2 separate regions of the Pan troglodytes genome follow, and region 2 is linked to region 1. The links are chromatin contacts, called in public Hi-C maps. All regions are on one chromosome and are shown on one strand. The core of a region is the stretch at or near the end of the contact, and the rest is flanking DNA. Distances in the headings are between cores, read along the strand shown.

Region 1 (3,313 bases), core at 113-2,612:
TGCTGGGTGACAGGTGTTAGCCACTGCACCTGGCCAATATTAATATCTTGACAGAGCTTGGGTACAGAATTTTATGGGAGATCAGTGCTGAGAAAGTCAGTTTCTAGAAGGGTCTGGGGGCTTCATTGGAGTCCTCAGCTGCCACAGCAAACAGCACCCTTAACCTCAACTCCCACCAGTGATGCTATGGTGTGCACAAGGGGCATCCACTGGTAATGTCTGGGTCAGAAACGAATCCATCTACTCACCAGAAAAAATGTCCCTGAAGCCAAGGGTAAGTTGATATGATTATGTCATATGAAAAGAACAGTGTCTGCTTATTTGGGGCTTCCGAGAGAATGACATTCCTCATTGATTCTCATAAATACTTTGGTGCCTAGGAATTGTCTAGGTCAGAGGTTACACTCTGGTAGTTTGGGGTGGGGGTGTGAGGGTCAAGGCAGCCTGAAGGCATATTTTGTCGGCCTCAACAGCATTTGAAATGATTTTTTTGCTCCAAATCATCATCTAAAAACAATTTTTAAAAATTAGTTGCCAACATTAAAAAAACATTTTATATGAAAATCCAGATTCCCAACTCCTCTTGAAAAATATGAATACCTAGTAACCTTCCCTGCCTCCCTAAAGCAATAATGGCAAGATTGTGTGGAGAGACGACTGGCTCCCTGAGACCAGGGCTCCGGTCTCTCTATTGAATTGTACTCAGCATTCTTGGGAAAAGTCTGGGAAGAAAGTAATAAAGTTTTAAAAGCAATTTGCAATATTTCAAAACCCCTGAGGGGAACCACATACCTTCTTGTGATAAGGTAGCTAAGGCCAACTACCACCTCAAGTGACTCTGCATTAAGCAAATGCTAAGTAGAAGGGCACACTAGCTACCTCACTTCAAGTAGGGTCTGGATTAGCAGTGAACGATGTCTTTAATTAATAAAACATAGAAAGACAAAGAAAAAAACTGTTCATACGTATTGTTTTATAAAACTTGATGCCCATGAGGTCAAATAATTAAATAGTCCTTGCACAGGGAGTAGAGACCACAGACTCATATGGGGCCAGCTCACTTTCAACTGGCTGGAGCAAAGAAGAGTCCCAGAGGGGTGGAGGGTGGGCAGGGGTCCAATCCTGAAGCCTCTTTTCTTAGTCTAGGGTGGCACTCACTCCCATCATCTATCTGTTCCCTTGGGAGCCTGTCATCCTGGAAGCTGCCCAAGTTTCAGAATCTGCAGGCATCAGAGGCTGCAAGCCCCGTCTGGCCACATGGGGGCACCCTGGCTCCACACACTGGATTCTAAGACCCAGCAGGCACTGGCACAGGCGCTGGGGCTGGAGGGAGTGCTCCGTTTCTGCAGCCTGGTGGGTCAGGGGTTGAGGCTCATGGTGCTGGGTACCACAGCACCTCCCATTCCCGATTCAGGGTCATGCTGCCTAGGGGTCGCTGACCCTACTGTTTTTAACAGAGTCTGGTAGGGACTCCTCCCGCCCCAGGGGAGGGATTAACACTAGGAAACCCGGAGATGTCCCTGGAAGGACACGGACTCAGAAGCTGGAGAGAGAACACAGGCTGCCTGACCTTGCTCCAGACAGCGCAGGGCACGGAGGGTACGCAGGCTAAACCTACGCTTTGGCTTCCCGACAGTTTAAAGACTCCTAGAAGCTCTTTTAAGAGAGAAAGAGACAGAGGCAGTAAGAAAGATACTAAGAGACAGAGAGACAGAGTCAGAGGGAGGGAGGGAGAGCAAGAGAACAAGAGAGAAAGAAATCAGACCTTCCCTGGTTTGGGACAAACAGAAACCCCAGCGCAGCCCAACAATGTGTAGCAGGGTGACCGGCAGACCTGGGGCTGCAGACGCTGGTTCACACCCTGGCGTGAGCTCTCTGGACTTGAACTGTTATTTTGCTTCTCTGGGCCCCACTCTTCCTCCCTGTAGAATGCAAGTAGCTATACCTGCCTCTGGGTTCGATGTGTAGAACCAATGGGATGATATATGCAAATCACCTCTCATGGTACCTGGATCTAGGCAGGCACTCACTAGGTATTGGCATAATTCATGCTGACCAATGGCAGTAAATAAAGGATTTTTTAAAATGTCATTGGACCATGATACCGTGTGACTTTAGTTTTCTCATGTGTGAAATGGGACCTTTGGGCCATATGACTTCCATGGCTCCTATCAGTCCGAATTGTGTACTATTCTGTAATAAACACACTCTTCACACAGCCATCTAAGACTTCCATTAGCCGAGTGCTTTCTCCAGCTGCTGACACCCCGTCCCATGATGTGGGGGGAGCTGGAAAGGGACACTGGAGATTCACAGAAGCAGTTGTGATGGTGCTTATGCACTTGGCTCTGCAGTCAGACTGGCTGTTTCCACCCCAGTTTCCCTTTCCTAGATGAGTAACCCCGGGCCAACGGCTCCTGGTCTCGGTCCCACAGTTCCCCATTTAGAAAAGGAAGGTGATAATACTACCCACGGCAGGGACTTTGGGGGAGGAAATGAGATCCTACCTCTCAAGCACTCAGAACAGTGCCTGGCGCGCAGCAAACACTTCCATAAGCACTAGGCATCATCATCACTTAGATTTGTTTAAAAGACTGGGCAATAATCTTTCTTGGGTTATATGAAGGTTGTCTGGTCCAAAACCAGAAGAAGGAGGGTATGTTTTCCTCTATTTATTATTATTATTTTTCGAGAAGGAGTCTTGCTCTGTCACCAGGCTGGAGTGCAGTGGAGCAATCTCGGCTCACTGCAACCTCCGACTCCCTGGTTCAAGTGATTCTCCTGCCTCAGCTTCCCAAGTAGCTGCGATTACGGGCATGTGCCACCAAGCCCAGCTAATTCTTTTGGTATTTTTAGTAGGGGGGGGGCGGTTCACCATGTTGGCCAGGATGGTCTCGAACTCCTGACCTCGTGATCCGCCTGCCTCAGCCTCCCAAAGTGCTAGGATTACAGGCGAGAGCCATCGCGTGCCTGCGTGAGGAGAGTATGTTTTCATAGATGCTACAGAAAAAGCAATAGACTGGCAGACAAAAAGAGATGTTCCCTGGACCAAGCTCTGCCATCAACATTTCCTTCTGCAAACTCAGGTTTCAGTCTGTTCACTGAGAACTCTATTGCTGGGTGGCTGTGGGCAGGTCCCTTCCCCTTTCTGGGTCTCTGCTGCCCCATCTGGAAAAGAAACCTGTTGGACTAGATGATGACCCTAAGGGCCTTCTGGTCCTGGCACTGCATGGCCCTATGTGCCTTCTGGCCTGATGGCCAGGCCCCTGCAGGTCCTTACCTGAGGTACTCATAGAGCCCATACATGGGCAGG
Region 2 (3,800 bases), core at 914-3,413, 610 kb after region 1:
AGATAACTAGTCCCCCCTAGTGTCCTGCTACTGTAGGTGGCTGAAGGATGGCGACACTACAGGACGCACCCTCCCTGCACTGTGCATCAACTTTAAAGCGCAGCTCAGGAACCCAGAAACAAAGGAAACCTTCGTCACAACCTTCCCAAGAGATGGAAGCACTTCCGAGACCTACGATGAGATGAAAAAAACCTTTCATTTCATTTCTAAGGCCCTTCCAGGTATGGTTTAAAAGCCAAAGGAATCTGCATTGGCTCACATCAAAAAGTTAATCCACACCCCAGCACACTTCATTAAGTGAAGCAGGAGGGCCCACACTTGTCAGCAGCTACTGCTCACTCCAGAGCAATCCGATCTTCCCGTTAAAAACCTCTCTCTCCTGCCAGGGGGATTTGATTCCTTTCCTCGCCACTCTTGAAAACCCACTAACCTCTAAATCTTGGTGATTTTTGCCTCTCTGTTCGAGTGAGTTTTCTTCCTGGTATGGAATTAACAGGGACAGGCTCGATAAATGTGTTCTCCACAAGCAATTTTCACTAAAGTACTCTTGAACAATAAAGGTACACTAAGAGATGTGTGAAATCTTAAAGCTGGCGTTTTTATTTCTTTTATTTTTACCCCTAGTGAGGACCAAGCGTGCCAGTGAGTAATTCATTCATGTCACCCATTTGTGAGGGATGGGAGAAGAAACCACCACCACTTGTTCCCTTCTTAATTTAGAAGCTTTCCTTATCTTAAGTCTATCAAAGCTGACTCCTGAGGTGGGAAGACAGGAGAAGTGAGAAGAAAAATTAACCTGAGGTGACTGCCTCCACGGAATGATAAGCACTTCAGGTCTCCACACCTGTGTCAGAGAAGAAAGGCATCTGCATGTCAGGGAGGCGGACGCCCCCACCTGCCACCCCCTCCGTTTCTCCCCTTGAAGGAAGCAGGAGCCTGATCTCCCCCCACTCCCTCCTCTCTCTCTCTCTCTGGGCACTTACATAAGACCCTGTAAAACTTCCAGTGACATTCACGAAAAATGTAAGCTGCTATTTTGCTCCCTCAGGAGATCATTTTAATGGACTGAGTGACAAAATTCACGGATTCTGAATTCAGCAGAAACCTGCTCAACCGAGGCACATCAGCACAGAGACGAAAAAAAAAAAAAAAAGAGTCCAACCCCATTAAACAGGGTCACCCAAGGGATGGATTCACTGTGCAAGAGACAATCTGTTCCCTCCGAAGTGACCCATTTAAAATCAGATTGTTCTGGGGGAAGCTCACAGGTTTAATAAATTTCAAACAGGCAAGGACAGGCTTGTACAACTGAGGTTCCTTAAGAGGAACATTTAAAAGAGGATAAGGCAATGAACAAAATAACTTGAGGATACACAAACTTTGGAGTCCTCACTCCAAAACTTCAAAAGCAGTGACATTTACAAGAATGTCTGGATAGCTATACACTGATCACTCCTCACAAGCAGCTTTGCCTAACAGGAAAGACATGCTGGCTGGGCTTCCCCCCTACAGATAGCAATGCCAACCAACCACTCTGTCCTAAAGAGGGACTCGCAAGCTGTGGCTGCTCGCCCCCAAATTGCGCAGGACTGTCTGCAAGAAGGAACAAGAAAAGTTATTCACAGCATCACACCACGAAAGGTAGTTGCGTACCGCCCAACAGGGCCCTCTCCAAACACGGCAGGCTCCGCAAACCACAGGTGCTCACCGCTAACAAGAGGGCCGGGGGTGCGGGTATCGGTCACATGCCCTCGTGGTGTTAACCAGAAACTCCTCCTGGCTCGCTCCCTGCCAGCAGCCTGTGTGCCCAGAAGCCAAGCAGGCCCTGAGGGGGTCCTGGGGACTTCGGAGACTAGGGGCTTCCACCTCCAGCCTCTCCAGGGCTCCCGGCCGGGGCAGCAGAGGGTGTGCCCGGCCTCCCCGCCGGCATCCCGAGTACAGGGGGTACCAGCCACAGGTTCGGAGAACTTGTCCGGCGCTACACACCACGGCGCCCCCGCGGCGACTCTCGCGCTCCGGGGCTCTTACCTTGGCCGTGACTGCCGCCAGGCAGAGGGAGACACGGAAAAACCGGGTGGCGCGGCGGCTCCGCCGCCTACGAGGCGCAGGGGGTCCGGGTCAGGGTCCCGGCAGGCGCTGCCCTACTCGGAGCGGTGGTGCCAAGCACAGAGTTCGGGACTGCCCCCGGCTCCAAATGCCGCGGCGAGGGTCCGGGTCCCCCAAGCTGAGCACTGTCCCTTCTTCCTCTTCCTCCGGGGCCGCTGCCTGGAGCTGCTCCCGGCCCGGAGGACTCTTCCGAGCCAGGGGCGCCCCGCATGGGCAGGGGCCTGGGTCAGCCTCGGGTTGGGTCCAGGGAGCGACCGCCGGGGCCGACTCCACCTCCCGCGCTCCAAGCCGATTCGTCCCTTCAGGGCAGGGCCTGCCCGCGAACAGCCCGGCGAGACGAGCGCGGCCGCGCCCCCAGCTTCGGGCGCCCGGGCTCCGGCGCGGCGGCGGGGCAGGAGCAGACTGGCCGGGCCGGGCGCCGAGCGCGGCGGCGCGGGGGGGGCTGCAGCCGGCCGCGGCGCGCTCTCCCCCAGGGCCTGCGCCGCCCGCCCGCGGCTCCGCGGGAAGGAGGCGCCGGAGAGGGCCTCGCCCCGGCCTGGGGCGTGGGGCCGGGGGCGCGGGGCTAGGGGAGGCGCCCCGGGAAGGTCACGGGAGCGGAGGCGCGGCGAGTGGATCGCGGCGCGGTGGGTGCGGGGAGCCGAGGCGGGCGGCCCCCGCCGCCGGGAGCGCTCGCCGGCCTTGGCCGCCGCCGCCTCCGAGATGCGCCGGCTTCCCGGAGCGCCCGGCGCTCGGAGCTGGGCGGCCGCTGCAGCCGCCGCGGGCAGCCGGGCGCCGCTGGCCGGAGCCGGCGCGCGATCCCCGCCTCCCGCGCCCGGCCAGGAGTGGGCCGCCGCGCGGGGACCGGCAGGCGCGGGCGCTGGGGTCCGGGCTCCGGGCTGGCCCCGCCGCCTCCGCGTGCCCAGAGCGCCGGACTCGCTCAGCAGCTGCAGTGACTGTGTGTCTGTGTCATGTCTGTGCAGCCGGGGGGGACCGCGAGCCGGGGCTGGGTTCCGAGCGGGGGCGGGGCCGGCGCCCGCCTCGGCGCCCGCCCCCGACCCCGTGACCGAGCGGCCGGCCAATGGCAAGCGCCGCAGCCGCGCGGACCGAGAGTTCGCCCCCGCACAGGCTCCGCCCCCCGGCGAGACTCCGCCCCGGTGCTTCTTCAGCTCGCTGGCAGGCAGGCGGAAGCAACACCCGGAGCCGGGATCCCGGGCCGGGTCGGGATGAAAGGGTGCAAGCTGGGAGCTCCCCGCCCTTCTTCCCCCAACCCCGGCGGCTCCCGGCCGCCTCGGGCTTGGCGTGCCTCGCGGAAAGAGGGGGAAGGGAAGCGGGACGGGCCCGCAGCTGCCGTGGTAGAGAGGCTCGCAGGCTTGCAGGACCATGCAGCCTGCTCCCCAAATTGCACAAAACAGCCGTCGTGAGAAGTAGGAAGTTTCCCCGCCTCGGGTCGCAGCTTCTCTCGGAGGTGGGCATGGTGTGGGGCAGCCGGAGTCTGTGAGGAGCCCCGCCGAAGGGCTCTGACGGCATCTTTCTGGGATCGGTATCCAAGAATCCTGTCCAAGGCTTCCTCTTCCTCTGAGGAAACTACATTTCTTTTTCCCCCACCCCAAACACACACCCCATGCACGCACAACACGCCCCTCCCCTGCTGATTTTATTCTCGCTCTTTCCCTCTTGGCATAAGAACCCGGCGCGCAACATCCCTTGAATGGACT

What was found. A called contact is a pair of places that touch in the nucleus more often than the background predicts.
Region 2: a Hi-C map of induced pluripotent stem cells shows a contact between it and region 1, with 3 times the contacts expected there. The contact joins the promoter of LARGE1 here to the enhancer-like site in region 1. A contact is called at or near these places in 2 of 7 Hi-C or Micro-C datasets (induced pluripotent stem cells and stem cell-derived neural progenitor cells) and 1 of 1 datasets of contacts at active chromatin or transcription factors (stem cell-derived excitatory neurons).

What each region holds. Positions count from the first base shown.
Region 1 is chr23:35,402,084-35,405,396 of NHGRI_mPanTro3-v2.0_pri, forward strand. LARGE1 (LARGE xylosyl- and glucuronyltransferase 1) reads right to left here. Exons shown (of 15, transcript XR_010156081.1): 12 at 3,281-3,313. Among named protein-coding and RNA genes, the nearest start is that of SYN3, 250 kb to the left of the region's middle. Within about 2 kb of position 1,363, at least 6 of the 24 cell types and tissues checked have an H3K27ac peak or open chromatin away from gene starts, as enhancers often do. A contact at or near this core is called in induced pluripotent stem cells, where this site is marked.
Region 2 is chr23:36,013,959-36,017,758 of NHGRI_mPanTro3-v2.0_pri, forward strand. LARGE1 (LARGE xylosyl- and glucuronyltransferase 1) reads right to left here and starts at 2,164. Exons shown (of 15, transcript XR_010156081.1): 1 at 2,029-2,164. It overlaps LOC112206719 (a long non-coding RNA gene), which reads left to right and starts at 3,195. Exons shown (of 2, transcript XR_002941175.2): 1 at 3,195-3,550.